2 separate regions of the Canis lupus genome follow, and region 1 is linked to region 2. Evidence: chromatin contacts called from public Hi-C data. All regions are on one chromosome and are shown on one strand. The core of a region is the stretch at or near the end of the contact, and the rest is flanking DNA. Distances in the headings are between cores, read along the strand shown. Region 1 has its middle 89 kb from the start of GCLC. Region 2 has its middle 9.0 kb from the start of ELOVL5.

Evidence for each region. Hi-C and Micro-C count contacts between places; a contact is called where the count stands out from the background.
Region 1: a Hi-C map of liver shows a contact between it and region 2, with 2.1 times the contacts expected there. The contact joins two enhancer-like sites. A contact is called at or near these places in 2 of 9 Hi-C or Micro-C datasets (blood and liver).

The regions. Positions count from the first base shown.
Region 1 is chr12:21,199,803-21,207,088 of UU_Cfam_GSD_1.0, reverse strand. No RefSeq gene overlaps it. Among named protein-coding and RNA genes, the nearest start is that of GCLC, 89 kb to the left of the region's middle. Within about 2 kb of position 5,063, at least 4 of the 20 cell types and tissues checked have an H3K27ac peak or open chromatin away from gene starts, as enhancers often do. A contact at or near this core is called in liver, where this site is marked.
Region 2 is chr12:21,061,225-21,068,654 of UU_Cfam_GSD_1.0, reverse strand. No RefSeq gene overlaps it. Among named protein-coding and RNA genes, the nearest start is that of ELOVL5, 9.0 kb to the right of the region's middle. Within about 2 kb of position 4,399, at least 14 of the 20 cell types and tissues checked have an H3K27ac peak or open chromatin away from gene starts, as enhancers often do. A contact at or near this core is called in liver, where this site is marked.

The sequences.
Region 1 (7,286 bases), core at 3,814-6,313, 140 kb before region 2:
ATGTAGGATACTGCTCTGTCTTAGCTGCTAAATTTCTGCAGAACAGGACTTTTGGAGACAGGAAGATTTCTCTTGGATATCCAAAGCTAAAAATTCTCCTGTGGCAACCTGAAACATCATAAACTGCTTCCCTACCCTCCACTGTTTGCAAACTCCAGCTCACTTGTGATATAACACAGTACCGGGCACATAGCAGGCCCTTAGTATATAACCACTGAAAGAACATGGAGATTTATCTGAAAGGAAAATGAAGCAGTAATCTGAGGCAATCCTTCTTGCTGTGACTATTGCGCATGTTTATTTTCTTTTGTGTTTCTGTACCAAACAGACTCAACTACTAAATCTTTAGCACAAGGATATTTCTAGGAAGCTTGATTTAGCTAAAAAGTGTTTTCCAAGCCACTCATCACAGCCTGCCCTAAATTTTACATACACATGTATGATGTTCTTGTCTCCCTTGTAACTGCAAGCTCTTTCAAGACACTGTGACAGGGTCTGATTCACTTTAGTGAATACAACAGTAACTAGCTCAGTGCTTTGCATATAACTCTTTTTTACAAATAATTGCTGAATCCATAAATAAAGAGACAAAACAACGTTTCATTAAGTCTTAAATACTTCTGCCAATTTCCACCCCATATCCATGATGAAGTCTCACAGTTCTGAACATTTTGCTTCTATACTCACTCTCTCTGCACCCTACTTTTGGCCAAGAAATGTGATCCATCTACTCAGAGATTAGACCCTTCAACTGTGCACCAGCCCCAGGCCATCACCCCGCCCGCCCAGCACCAGCCTTCTCAAGCAACCTTCCTGTCAAAACCCCTCACTCTGTAATCATAGACTCCAAAAACACCATTGGCTCTCCCACCTCTTTCTCTTTCCCCATTTTTCTTCTACTGCCCTTTGAAAGAATGATCTACAATTTACTACATTCATTTAATCATTTAACATCAGGACTGGCCTCATGGACATATGACCACTGCAATAACTGGTCATATGGGGCCCCAGCTTAATACTCTGCTGTCGCCCTAAAGCTCTTGTTAATTTTATCTTTGAATTTTTCAGGTGGGACAATGAAAGTTGGAGCCTTAGATCACATGCAATCCCACCTCCCTTGCCACCTGCTTCCCTCCCTTGGCACCATGTGCCCTGCCAGACTCCGCCATTCAGTAACCACTGTACCTTGTGCCCTAGCAGAAGTCTGAACACCCCAGTGCCAGGTACCAAGAGGGTTAGCCTGCCAGGTCTCAGAGAAGACCTTAATGCCTGTGAGGCTCTGCACTTATTTCATGAGAATCCCTGTGCTAAAGGCAGCATCATTTAAATAGAAAACAGAAAATTATTTAAGAAAATCCCCCCAAAGCCATGCTGAATCACCATATTGTACACCTGAAACTAATATCATACTGTATATTAACTAACTGGAATTAAAATACAAACTTGAAATAAAAAAGAAAATCCCCAAATTCAAAGCAAATAAACAAAACTGATCAAGACAGACCAAGAGAGACTCTGGAAGAAAGGAATGAGCTTTTATCTTGCCTTTTGAATGAGGACCCCTGGCATTTTCATTTTATACTGGACCCCAGTAAGCTATGTGATCAGCCCTGTTTAACAGTTATTGATGGCCACCTGGCACATGTTAAGAAATGTGGGGGATTCTAAGGACATGAAGACATGGGTCCTACCCTCTCCACCTAGGAGTTCACAGTGTAATTCTGGGAAGTCAAACATACTCAGTGAAACAGCTACTTAACAATGGCAGATGGAATATACTCAATCTTCAGATAAGAGAGATCACCCCAGGCAGGTTGAGCCAGGCTTGAGGACTTGGGCTGGACCTTGAATAAGAGGTGACAGCAGCATTGCTGAAGGAGCACATAGGTTCCCAGTGTTACAGGATACTGCCATGGTTCTGTGATGCATCTTCAGTGCCTGTCTCAGTACTGAAGCAGCACATTTGGAGATTGTAAATGAACCCTGAATGGCCAAACTCATTAGACCCCCTAAGTCTTCACCTTGCTCCTTCTCTCCAGGCAGCAGACATTTTTAAGACCTACTATCTGGCTTAGAAATTTTTCATCTCTAAACTGAAATTGTGATAAGACCAGTAGGAATCAAAGATAAGGGAGAGACTCCATCAGTATTATGAAGAAAGAAATGATAAGTTTATGTCCAAGATCAATTAGGAGAAATGCTGACTGGAAAAGGAATGGAATTAAGGGGATGTCAAATTTCAAGCTTGAGTAGCAAGATGAATGGTAGGCCACTGAAAGACAAGGAACATTTTGGAATGAGCTCATTTGTGGTAAGGGGTTGAAGGAGTGAGAGAGGTGGGAAATGATCTTCGGATGATGATCACTGTTGTAGAATCACCTGTGGCTCAGTACCACCTCACTACACAAACCTGGGAGCATAATTCATGTGGAATACATTATGGATGGTGAGTTGGGCCGTGCCTGGTAGACTCTCAGGTGACGGTGGAATATTCGAGTGTAAATATCTACAAGGAAGTTTGATTAATGAGACCAGAATTCGAATTATACATCAGGAATGGAGATACACTTGGGAATCATGGTGGGAGGAGAGTTAATGTCATAGGGAATGGAGAAATCTCTGAGGAGGGGGAAAGAGAGAGAGACAGAAAAGCCAAGTAATCAGGCTCGGAACTTTTCCATCCAATGTGAGAAAGAGGAACCAACAAAAAGATCTGAGCCGTCCTTTGAATAGAGGAGTAGTAGTGTCAAGAAAAAGGGTGGAAATAACAGTTTCAAAAAGAAGGAGTAGTGACTATGTCAGATGCTGAAGGGTCAAGAAAGTTTTTGGGAAGAGGGGTTTGGATTTATCAGATAAGAGGTTCTTGGGCAGCCCCAGTGGCGCAGCGGTTTAGCGCCGCCTGCAGCCCAGGGCGTGATCCTGGAGACCCTGGATCGAGTCCCACATCAGGCTCTCTGTATGATGCCTGCTTCTCCCTCTGCCTGTGTCTCTGCCTCTCTCTCTCTGTCTCTATGAATAAAAAAAAACAAACAAACAGATAAGAGGTTCTTGATGGGAACAATTCATGTTTATACCTGTTGTTTTAGTATAATTACTAATAGCATCTCTTTTACTCGCCAAAGAGTCCCTGTTGGGCCACTCTGGTTGCTGGTGACCTTCGAAAGAAATAGTTTCAGATTAAGGGTTAGAAACAAGTGCCAGATTTCACTGGGTTAAGGAGATAGATGAAAATGTGGAGGCAGGAACTTTCTTCACATTTAGCTGTTCCCCAATTTCAATAGCTTGATAGTGAATAGAATAGAGAAAGAGAGAAGCTTCTAGGTTTATAGAGAGATTTTTATTCTTTGGTTTACTTGTTTTGTTTCAATAAAGATAAAAACAGAGAAGCCAACTGTCCTCAACTAAGAATAAGCACAGTGCGTTCCCCTGCTGCCTGCTGGGTGCTTTGCTGGAATGTCCTTGTGGAAACTCCCTCACATCCAGTCTGTGGGGGAGTTGGCTGCCCTGTCCCTGCTGCAGGACTGCTCTTCAGAAAGCCTAGTGTAGCTAAGATGTGAAAGCACTCACGGGTGTATATCTTCTGACAGGGAAGAATGGAGTTCAAGCAATCAGAAGGGGATTGCACTGGCTTTTAGTGTGTGTGTGCATGCGTGCGTATGTGTGTGCGTGTGAGAGAGAGAGAGAGAGAGAGAGAAAGAGCGAGACAGAGAGAGAAAGTGTTTTTCATTTCCTCAGTTTTTGGAGTGTGAAATGGTAAGAACATTTTTAAAACCATTGTTTATTGTTCAAATGAACCCTTTTTTTTCTTTCTCCGAGGTGCATGAAGATGTGAAACAGCAGAAAAAACAGACTTGAAAGGGGAGATTTTAGGATTGAAGAAATAAGAAAAAACTCCATTAAGGGAAATAAAAACACTGTAGTAAGAGAGGGCTGCCTCATTTGTTTGAAAGGTACACACAGATGGGAAAGTTATATAAAGTATACGAATGATTATTCAAATAAAAAGAAAAGAGTGACTTCTCTTAGTAACTTCGGTTAACTCAGTGCTTTTTCTCTCAAAAAATTACCTTCCTGATCCCATTCTTCTGTGCAACCCAAGGATTTGGCACAGAGATGGTGTGAGCTGAGAGCAAGTATGTGGCAAGTTTGGTGACCACCTACAGACATCATAAGTGACTTTTTCAGGGCACAGCAACCTGTGTGTCTCCCAGATGAGTAATCATGAGTGATGAAGAGATGAATGCTGGTAACAGACATGAAAGTCAGAGCAGTTCCCTCAGAAGCCTTGACTTCCAGGGAAGATGATGGAATAGGAAGACTCTTCGGCTCACCTTATCCCATGGATGCAACTAGATAACACTCACATACGTGTAAATAACCCAGAAAACAATCTAGAGACTGGAGAACAAACTCCTCAACTAAATGTAAAAAAGAGGCCACATCAAAGAGGGGAAGGAGGACAGAGACATGGTTGGAACCATATGGACTCATTGGACTGTCCACAGTTGTGAGGGAACCCATAGGCATGGAGAGAGGAGAGAAACAGACTATCACTGGAGAGCCTTGCACAGGGAAGACAAATTCCCACAACATTTGGCTTTGAAAACCAGCGGGGCTGAATTTTGTGAGTTCTTTCAAGTAGCAGAACTTAAAACCCGGAATTAAAAAACAAACAAACAAACAAAAAAAACAGTGGTCTTGTCTCTGAGTGAACCAGGAGGGTGAGAGGAAATGGAGTCGCTACCCTTAAAGAGACAGCACAATGAATGGCCCATGAAGATGAAGCATAGAAGCAGCAGTTTGAAAGATCCCTGGTATATTAGGGAGGAAGACTTATTTACTCAACTCAGAACATGTCTCAGAGGGACAAAAACCACTGGTGAACTCCTGTTAGAACAAAGGAACTGGCAGGGAACATTTTCCCCCTCCACCCCCCAGTGTAAACACATGACCACCTGCAGGACTTCCTACCTACTTGCCAGCACTGTTGCCCATGTTGTGCTTCTACCAATCCACACCTCCATACAGCCTAACTGACAGAGGATGTGGTGTGGGGCCACAAAACTTGCTAATACTATGACCTCACTGTTGCCCGTGCTGTGTTTCCACAGAGTCTGGCAGGCTGCTTCAGTCCTAACACTGCAGGGCCCCTCCAGCAGAGGATTGGGCTGGGGGCACAAAACTTGCTAGCATGGCCAACTCTATGGCCCCCACCTTGCACTGTGCTTTGGCAGATCCACCCTCACCAATATGCCTTTGGCCAGAGGCCATACAGAGCAGTGCCACAGGCCTGGAAGTGTGCAAGCACCCCTCCAAAGTGTCTCCTGCCCTGGATAGAGAGAAAGATAACCACATGCCCCAGTCAGATGGATGCCTCAGTGGGGAGCTGGAGGCAGACGACTGATCTGACTGCAAGCTCCATCTACCAATGAAAGCTTCTCAGGGGACAACACAAAGAAAGCACCCTGGAGTTTGGAGCTACTGCAAATGTGGCAAATACTGGGTCTGACTCAACTCAAACCCAAGGCATCCCCAGACTGGCCCTACTTACACCACAGGGACTCACACTGCCCACGACGGGCAAAGAGATTCATTGCTGATGACTGGACTAAAAGAAAAATTGGCTCAGCCACAATAGCAGGGTACATTCATCACATGTAGAAGATAACCATCAAGCACCAGGCTGGTGAACAGGGGACACTTCATGACAGGGTACTCAGGACCTTCTTCTTCATAAGCCATCATTTTCAAGTGCAGGAGGCATAGCTGTCTTTCCTAACACACAGAAACGGAGTTAGACAAAATGAGGAGGCAGAAGAATATGTCCCAAATTAAAAACAGGACAAAAATCACAGCAGGAGATCTAAGCAAAATGGAGATAAACAATATGCCTGATAGAGAATTTAAAGAAATGGTCATAAAGGTACTCACTGAACTTGAGGAAAGCATGGTGGACATCAGTGAGACCCTTAACAATGAAATGAAAAAGAATCAGTTAGATGAACACAATAAATGAAATGAAAAATTAAACTAGATCAACTACATAGTAGGTTAGGTGAAGCAGAAGAATGAATCAGTGACCTAGAGAACAAGTAATGGAAAGTAATCGAGCTGGGCAGATGAGAGAAAAAAAATATGCAAACTGAGGATAAACTTAGGGAACTCAGTGACTCCATTAAGTGTAATAACATTTGCACTATGGAGCTCCAAGAAGGGGCAGAAAAATTACCTGAAGAAATCATAGCTGAAAACGTCCCAGATCTGGAGAAGAAACAGATATCCAGATTCAGGAGGCACAGAGATGACAGAACAGATTTAGAAAACCAAAACAAAAACCAAAACAAAACAAGGCCCATCTATATAGTGACTATAAGAGACTTACTTCAGATCTAAGGACACATGTAGATTGAAAGCGAAGGGATGGAGAAGCATTTATCATGCAAATGGATGTGAAAAGAAAGCCACAATAGCAACACTTATATTGGACAAAGTGGACTTAAAAAGACTATAATAAGAGACAAGGAAGTACACTATATAATAATAACAGGGAGAATCCAACAAGAAGATATAACAATTGAAAATATTTATCTATCCAACATGGGAGCACCCAAATACTTAAAGCAGTTAACAACAAATATAAAAGAAATCATTGATAGTAATACAATAATAGTAGGGGACTTTAACAGCCCACTCACATCAATGGAGCAATCATCCAAACAGAAAATGAACAAGAAAATTAGTGGCTTTGAATGACACACTGGAATAGTGGATTCAATGAATATATTCATAATATTCCATCCTAAAACAACAGATAATATACATTCTTTTTAAGTGCACATGAAACATCCTTTACAATAGATCACATGTTAGGTCACAAACAAATATCAACAAAGTAAAACGATTGAGGTCATTCCATGGATCTTTTCTGACCACAATGCTATGAAACTAGAAATCAACCACAAGGGAAAAAAGATGTGTAAAGAGCAAAAATGCATAGAGGTTGAATAACATGTTACTAAATAATGAATGGGTCAACCAAGAAATTAAAGAGGAAATAAAAAAATACATGAAGATAAAATGAAGACACCAATGTCTTTGGGATGCAGCAAAAATGGCTCAAAGAAGAAAGTTTATAGCAACACAGGCCTACCTCAAGACATAAGAAAAATCTCAAATAAACAACCTAACCTTCCACCTAAAGTAACTAGAAAAAGAAGAAACAAAACCAAAAACCAGTAGAAGGGAAGAAATAATAAATATTAGAGCAGAAATAAACAAAATAGAAA
Region 2 (7,430 bases), core at 3,150-5,649:
TGAGTCACTGCTTTCAATTCTTTGGGTATACCCCCTAGAATTAGTGAAACTAAGTCTAAAATTATATTTTCCTTAACCCGATATTTGAATTTCATAAAACTTATTTAAAAAGTAGCTTCATTTACACTGGTGAGAATGGCTAAAATTAACAAGACAGGAAACAACAAATGTTGGTGAGGATGTAGAGAAAAGATAATCTTCTTGCACTGTTGGTGGGAATGCAAGCTGGTACAGCCACTCTGGAAAACAGTGTGGAGGTTCCTCAAGAAGTTAAAAACAGAGCTACCCCATGGCCCAGCAATTGCACTCCTGGGTATTTACCCCAAAGATGCTGATGTAGTGAAACGCTGGGACACCTGTACCCCAAAGTTCATAGCAGCAATGTCCACAATAGCCAAACTGTGGAAGGAGCTACGATGCCCTTCAACGGATGAATTGATAAAGAAGATGTGGTATATATACATATATATATATATATATATATATATATATATATATATACACACACACACACACACAATGGAATATTACTCAGCCATCAGAAAGGATGGATACCCACCATTTGCTTCAACATGGATGGAACTGGAGGGTATTATGCTGTGTGAAATAAGTCAATTGGAGAAGGACATTCATCATATAGTTTCACTCACATGTGGAATATAAGAAATAGTGAAAGGGATTATAAGGGAAAGGAGGGGAACTGAGTGGGAAAAATCAGAGAGGGAGACAAACCATGAGAGACTCCAAACTGGGAAACAAAAAAAGGATTGCAAAGGGGAGGTGGGTGGGGGGATAAGATAACTGGGTGATGGGCACTGAGGAGGGCACTTGATGGGAGGAGCACTGGGTATTATATGTTGGCAAATTGAATTTAAATTTTGAAAATAAATTAATTTTTTAAAAGATTTTTTAAAAGTAGCTTCATATAGCCACATTGTCCCAGGTATACTTTAAGACAAGTAAGTTAATTAAAAGTAAACAATTTAAAGTCAGTTCTTTAGTCACATTGCAAGTGCTAAATACTCACATATGGCCAGTGGCTTCCGTATCAACCAGTGCAGATCTACCACAGGGTAGAAATGCTTCTCTCTACCCCTTGCATCTGCTCCATCCTATCTTCTCAGCCCACCTCCCACTATTCCCCAACATGTATTCTAGATGGACAGATTCTGAGAATTAATTCAAGAAATATTTATTGAGCACTGACAATATGCCAACCATCGTGCTAACTGCTGAATATGATAGGAAACAAAAACACGTCTGCATGGAGCCCACAGGAGGTTGGGCCAACAGACATAAAAACAAGTAATTTCAGAAATAAATATATCTTATAAGTTGTTATAAGCCCTATTAGAAAAAATGATGCATTGCTGGGACAGGCAGATGTCAAAGAGATAATCACATAAATAACAGTATCTTAGAAAATTTTGCTAAGCACAAGGGGAATCAAAAGGATCTGATGAGAGTTATAACAGTGGGTCTTATTTAGAAGGGGAGCTTCTCAGGGGAAGCAACTTGAAGCTGAGATAGAACAGATGACCTAGGAAAAAGGGTACAGAAAGGAGACAGGGTAGTAGAGTGACCGGGCAGGGGGGATGCTGTGTAAAAGGCCTGGGTTGAGAAAAAGTTTCATTTCTGAGAAACAAAGAGATGAAGGGCATGGCGCAAGTGTAGACAGTGGTGCCCTGGGAGGATGGGCAGGTAGGCAGGGCCTGCATCATGCAGGGCTCCACATCATAGTAAGGATTTGGGATTTAGTACCAAGTGCAATGGGAAAGCTGTTAAAGGATGTTGAAGGATATTGGATTGGCTTTAAAAAAAAAAAAAAAAAAAAAAGCCATTCTGGCTGCTTGGTGAAGAAAAGTCCTGACTCTTCATCTTGGAGCCTAAAGGAGCCTCCTTTCCTTCTGCATTTTGACCTGCACTGCTTGGTGAAAGTACATCCATAATTCCTGCCTGGTATCCACCTATTGTCACTTTCTGTACTGCCTTCCTTTACTATTATTCATACTCTGAACTCACTAATGTGCCTTAACCCAACTGTGATCTTTTCTAGCAGGCAGGAAAAGCTTCTCACTCATCTTTGTGTACCCACAGCATGGAGCATGGAGCAGATATACTCAGCCAATCTGTTAAATCGGATTGAGTTAAAAGTCCGATCATAGCTTGCTACTTTCTACCCACAGAAAGCATTCTGTGACCTAATTAACTCTGTCTTTAATCCAACTTTTCTGTACTCTGTTTGCCACAAAGTCTAAAGTCCCTGAACAAGACCTGGGCAGCCTTCCAGCATCCCCACTGGCGACACTTAATTATGAACAGGGGTTTTGTTTCAGGTCAGGTTGCAAGGGTTGCAAAAGGCATCAGCCCACATGTGACCATGCATTTCAGAACTTCAAGGAACTCTACTTCCAGAACTCTTCAAAGTTCTGGCATGAAAACTATGCACTTAACAGAGTTCTCAAGAAACACAAATCCATCTCCAAGAAGTGCTTGCACTTGGCTAGATGCACCATCCTGAGCTAAGGACTCCCAAAGCGTTAGATTTCTTCCCACCTTTCACTTATTGAGGATTGAAATTACATGATCTCAGGGAAAGAATTGTGGAAAGGGCCCAAACTTTGTAACTAACAAACTTGTGACCCTGGCCAGGTTCATCTGGATCTGGTTCTGACATCTGAAAAGAGTGATAATACCTATTCCTACAGATTGGTTAGGAGAATTAAATGAGGGATGAGGGACGCCCGGGTGGCTCAGCGGTTGGGCGTCTGCCTTTGGCCCAGGGCCTGATCCCAGGATCCCGAATCAAGTCCCACATCGGACTCCTTGCAGGGAGCCTGCTTCTCCTCTGCCTGGATCTTCTGCTTCTCTGACTCTGTGTGTCTCATGAATAAATAAATAAAACCTTTTAGAGAGAGAGAGAATTAAACGAGAAGTGAAAACATCTAGCAGCAGTTTGTGATCAAAGTGCTTTCTGTGCCTTTAAGTGTTTTGGGGACAGGGTGGAGAGTGGGGAGTGAAAGAGTGACTTTTCCCACCAACAGAAAAGCCAACTAGGTTTCCTCTTATCCTTCCTGGGGAAATAAGACACTATGGAAGATAAATCAGACAGCGGCGGGGAGGAGGGGGGGAGCCCATTTATGAAATATTCCAAAAGAAGTATTTTCAACATCACAGTTTATGAGGCTGCCACAAGCAAATATAACTTAAAGCTCAAATTTTAAAAATGTTAATGCAACCTCACATTTAAATTTTAAACCTCAGCCTTTTGTAATACCTCCCTCTCTGCAGTGGTGACACATTAGCAAACTCCAGAGCAGAGGGCTAATTCACGGGGGGGGGGGGGCGGGAGACTAAAATAATTGAAAGCAAAATAAATAAAATAAAATAAAATAAAAAAATAAAATAAAATAAAAAAATAAAATAAAATAAAATAAAATAAAATAAAATAAAATAAAATAAAATAAATAAAATAAAATAAAATAAAATAAAATAAAATAAATAATTGAAAGCTTCTCTCGAGGCTTTTCCCCGGGCCCCGGCGTTGGGCTGGGCCGCCCGCCGACACGTTTCCTCGCCGTTTTCTCCCACCCCCGGCAGCTGCCCCGGGTCGCGCGCCTCGGAGACCCGGGACGCCGCAGTCGCCGGGCGGGATGCTCCGGGCGGGATGCTCCGGGCGGGACGGCGCAGCGCGCGGACCCCGGAGGCAGCACCGCCCGCAGCCTTCCCCCGGCCGCCGGCCTCCCTCCGCGGTCCCGGCCGCCCAGCTGCCCGCCCCAGGCTCAGCGCCACCCCCTCCCCCCGGGTCCCCCGCCGGGTCAGCGCCGGGCCGAGGCCGGTCAATGCCCGGGAATGACCCCGCCGGCGCGCGAGCCTCGGGCGGGGAAGGAGCGCGCGCCCGCCGCGGGAGGCCCCGCCCCATCGCCAGATGCGGCGCCGGCGGTGCGCGGTGATTGGCGGGTGCGGCCGCGGGATGAATGGGGTGACCGCGACGGGGGAGCGGGGCGGGGACGCGGAGGGCGGAGGGCGGAGGGCGGAGGGCGCCGGGCGGGGGCGAGCCGCAGAGGGGCGCAGGGGCGGCGGCGGCACCGCCCTGTGCGGCGGGCGCCCAACGGTCCCCGCGCCGGGCGAGAGGAGGAGGGGGGCCCGGTGGGCGGGCTCTGGTCCCCGGGCTGGGCGCGCCTGTGGGGGCCCGGAAGTGATAGGGGCCCCAGAGGGGCTGCGATGCAGACCGGGGGTGGGGGCGGGGGTGCAGGTGCGGGGGGAGGGGCAGGGGAGGGGAGGGAGAAGCCGCGCCTGCTCTCAGGCCCCCGGCGAGGGGCGTCCCCGCGCCCCGAGAATCCCTCCTGGCTTCTCTGAGCGCGCTGTGCAAGCAGGGCCTTGCTCGTCGGAGTAAGAGCTGTGATTGGATTCCGTGTCTGGACATCCCTGTCTGGAAAGGCAGCTTTTTTTTTTTTTTTTCCTGTTCCTATACCAGTCCCTTATTTGACTTCATAGTTCACATTGGGTCCTTCAGCAGATACTATTGTGTGCCTACTTTATGCCCGGCACACCTCAGGGGGCAAGATAGACTTGTTTCTAACATCCTGAAGGGTAAAAGCTTCATTAGGGCAGGTGGGGATAAAAATAAGCAACCAAAACAATTACAGATTATGCAATGTGCTGTGAACTAAGGATTAGGGTTGTAGTTGAAGAAGGAGAAATGCAAAGACGACTGATTTTTTTACCCAAGATAATAGGAAAGGCGCATCTGAAAAGGTGACTTGTAAGTTGAGACCTGGAAAAGGGGGAGGTGAGCAGTTTTAAGGAGAGAGTATAGCCTCTGCAAGGGGTTCGATTCCCTTTTCTCATCCTCTGCAACATTTGAATTTTCATAGCACTTTTTTTGCACTTCTTAAGATATGTGACTTTTTACCAAGTGTTATAGTTTTATTCTCTCAATTCCTGGCACATACCAGGTCCCCCCAAAATACTCAGAAAATATATACCCCGTATCCACTTATTTCCAGATATGCTGCTAAGGTGCCCAGGAAAATTTAAAAAGTGAAATGAGCATTTGTGTTTCCTGAAATATTAATTTTGTATTTTTATGCTTGTCCTGTACATCCACTATGGCACCCTTTATCCCTGGTGTTTGGGAATTTCTCTTCACCACAACGAAACTTTCCAGGCTTTCATGCTTTCTGAACTTAATTGATCCAATAAACTAATTCGGCCTACCTATTAGTAAATGAAAGTACAGTGTATTCTTCTTTTTACATAGTGTTTGTGTCTATTTTCCGGTTTGTGTTTTATTAGTAACCAACTGGCAATGCCTTGATTCAAAGCAATAAATGAAATGAAAATTTGAAGCACTTGACTAACCCTCTGAGTTGAAAAACGTTTATTGATGTTGGGCTGAGAATGTAGGTCCTTTCTCAGCCCTCATTCCATGGAGCAGTATGCCTTGCTTTGTTTACAGAGTGGCCTGCCTTGATCTCTACCTCCTCCTTTTGAAATTTGGCAACCTACTCCCATATGTGTAAATGTTTTCTTGTGATATGAGAAAACCATACTGGGAAAGGCAAATTCTTAGAACTAAAATATTGACATAGTTATCAAAATATTAGGCATATCTTGATTGTTCCAACAAGTAAATAAACTTCAATTATTCTGTCTCTGATTCTGTTTTTAAAAGTAAAATTATTGATTTTATCTGTATTAGTTATCTATTGCTTTATAACAAATGACCCCCAAACAGTAGCTTAGAATGACAGTTTTTCTCTCAAAGTTTCTGCAGGTGAAGAATTGGGGAATTGCTCATTTAGCTGGGTTTTATGTTTTGGGGTTTCTCACAGTCTACAATTAAAATTAACTGGGCCTGGGGTCATCTTAAGGCTTTGCTAAGGAAGAAGGCACTTGCTAGTTCACTGATGTGGTCATTGGCAAGATTCAGTTCCTTGTGGGCTATCACACTGAGGACCTCAGTTCCTAGTTATCTGTTGGCCAGAGGCCATACTTAGTTTCTTGTTTTGTGAGCATCTCCAACATGGCACCTTGCTTCAACAAGTTTGCAATGGAGAGTGCTAGTAAGATAGTAGTCAATTCTTTCTCAACCTTATCCTGGAAAATCATTCCATTATTGTTGCCTTGTTCTTTCTGTTAGGAGCAAGTTACTGAGTCCAACTCATGGGCATAAAGATCAGGTGCCAGGGATCACTGGGAGCACTTTCAGAAGCTGCTAATCATACTATCAGAGCACATTAAGCTGATGAAATGAATTTGGGGCCTCAAAAATCTTTCTTGCGTATCATGAAACAGTTTGCTGTCTTATTGCTGTATTTATCATGAAGAAAGTAAATGGTCTTTTGAGAGTCTAGTTCAGTGAACATTTATTGAATGCCTGCTAAATATCTGGCATAGCATAAAGCTAGAGGAAAAAGATGACACATGACACATTTTCCAGCCTTGAGTTGGGGAAGAGAGGTATAAGCAAATAATTATAATATTAATAAGTGATTTTTTTAAAGGCCTGCATGGAGTGCTTCAATTATGGGGAGAATAGGAAAGAAACATTCTGTTCTAGGTCACATTTAAGGAAGTAAAAAGGGTGTAGAGACAAAAGAAAAGATTACATAAAGTTTGAGACTATGTAGAAGTTAATCTTATTGATGAGCAAAATGCAAAAGTAATGATATACTATTGTACTTTTTATTTCTAGACCTGAAAGAGCCTAAAATTGCCCCACTTTTATGCATGTAGGATATCTAATAGCTTTTTCAGCTTTATACCTGAGTTCATTCTATTGAAATACATCTGAGAGTGTAGCCCCACATCTGATAGAGTGTGTCATTTAATCATTCAGATTAGAACGCAATACTGTAATGCTATTTAGCTAAAAGAGAATTGACTTAGTGAACCTAACCCTAGGGAATACACTTAAATTTGAAAAATAAAATGTGCTTCGTGTTCAGATACCAAACAATAGTTTGCAACTGAACTGCAACACACTCATAGAATTTCAGGTGAGTCTCATGATGCTACCACATTCACTTCTGCCAAACAATGAACTTGAGATTGTGGAAAGAAATTATACTACCAGTTTTTGCAATGTAACAGCATGTCTAACATTGCAGGTGCACAAAAGCAAGGCCTTTTATAATGCATATAAACTAAAATATCACATGACCTAGCATGACTAAATCATTTATGAGTAATTATTAGAGGACTTGTTTTATAAATGATGGAATAAAGGCAAAGCATATTCTGTGCTACCTCAGCATTGCCAAAAATCATAAAGAGCATTTGAAGAACACAACAGCTCAACCAGAATATACTCCTCAACAATAGACACCATGTGGCTACTCTTTGCCAGTTGCACATAATTTTTAGCCAGAAGTTTGGTCATTGTCTGTTTTTGTCTGCTCCCTAGAAATCTTCAGCTCTTTAAT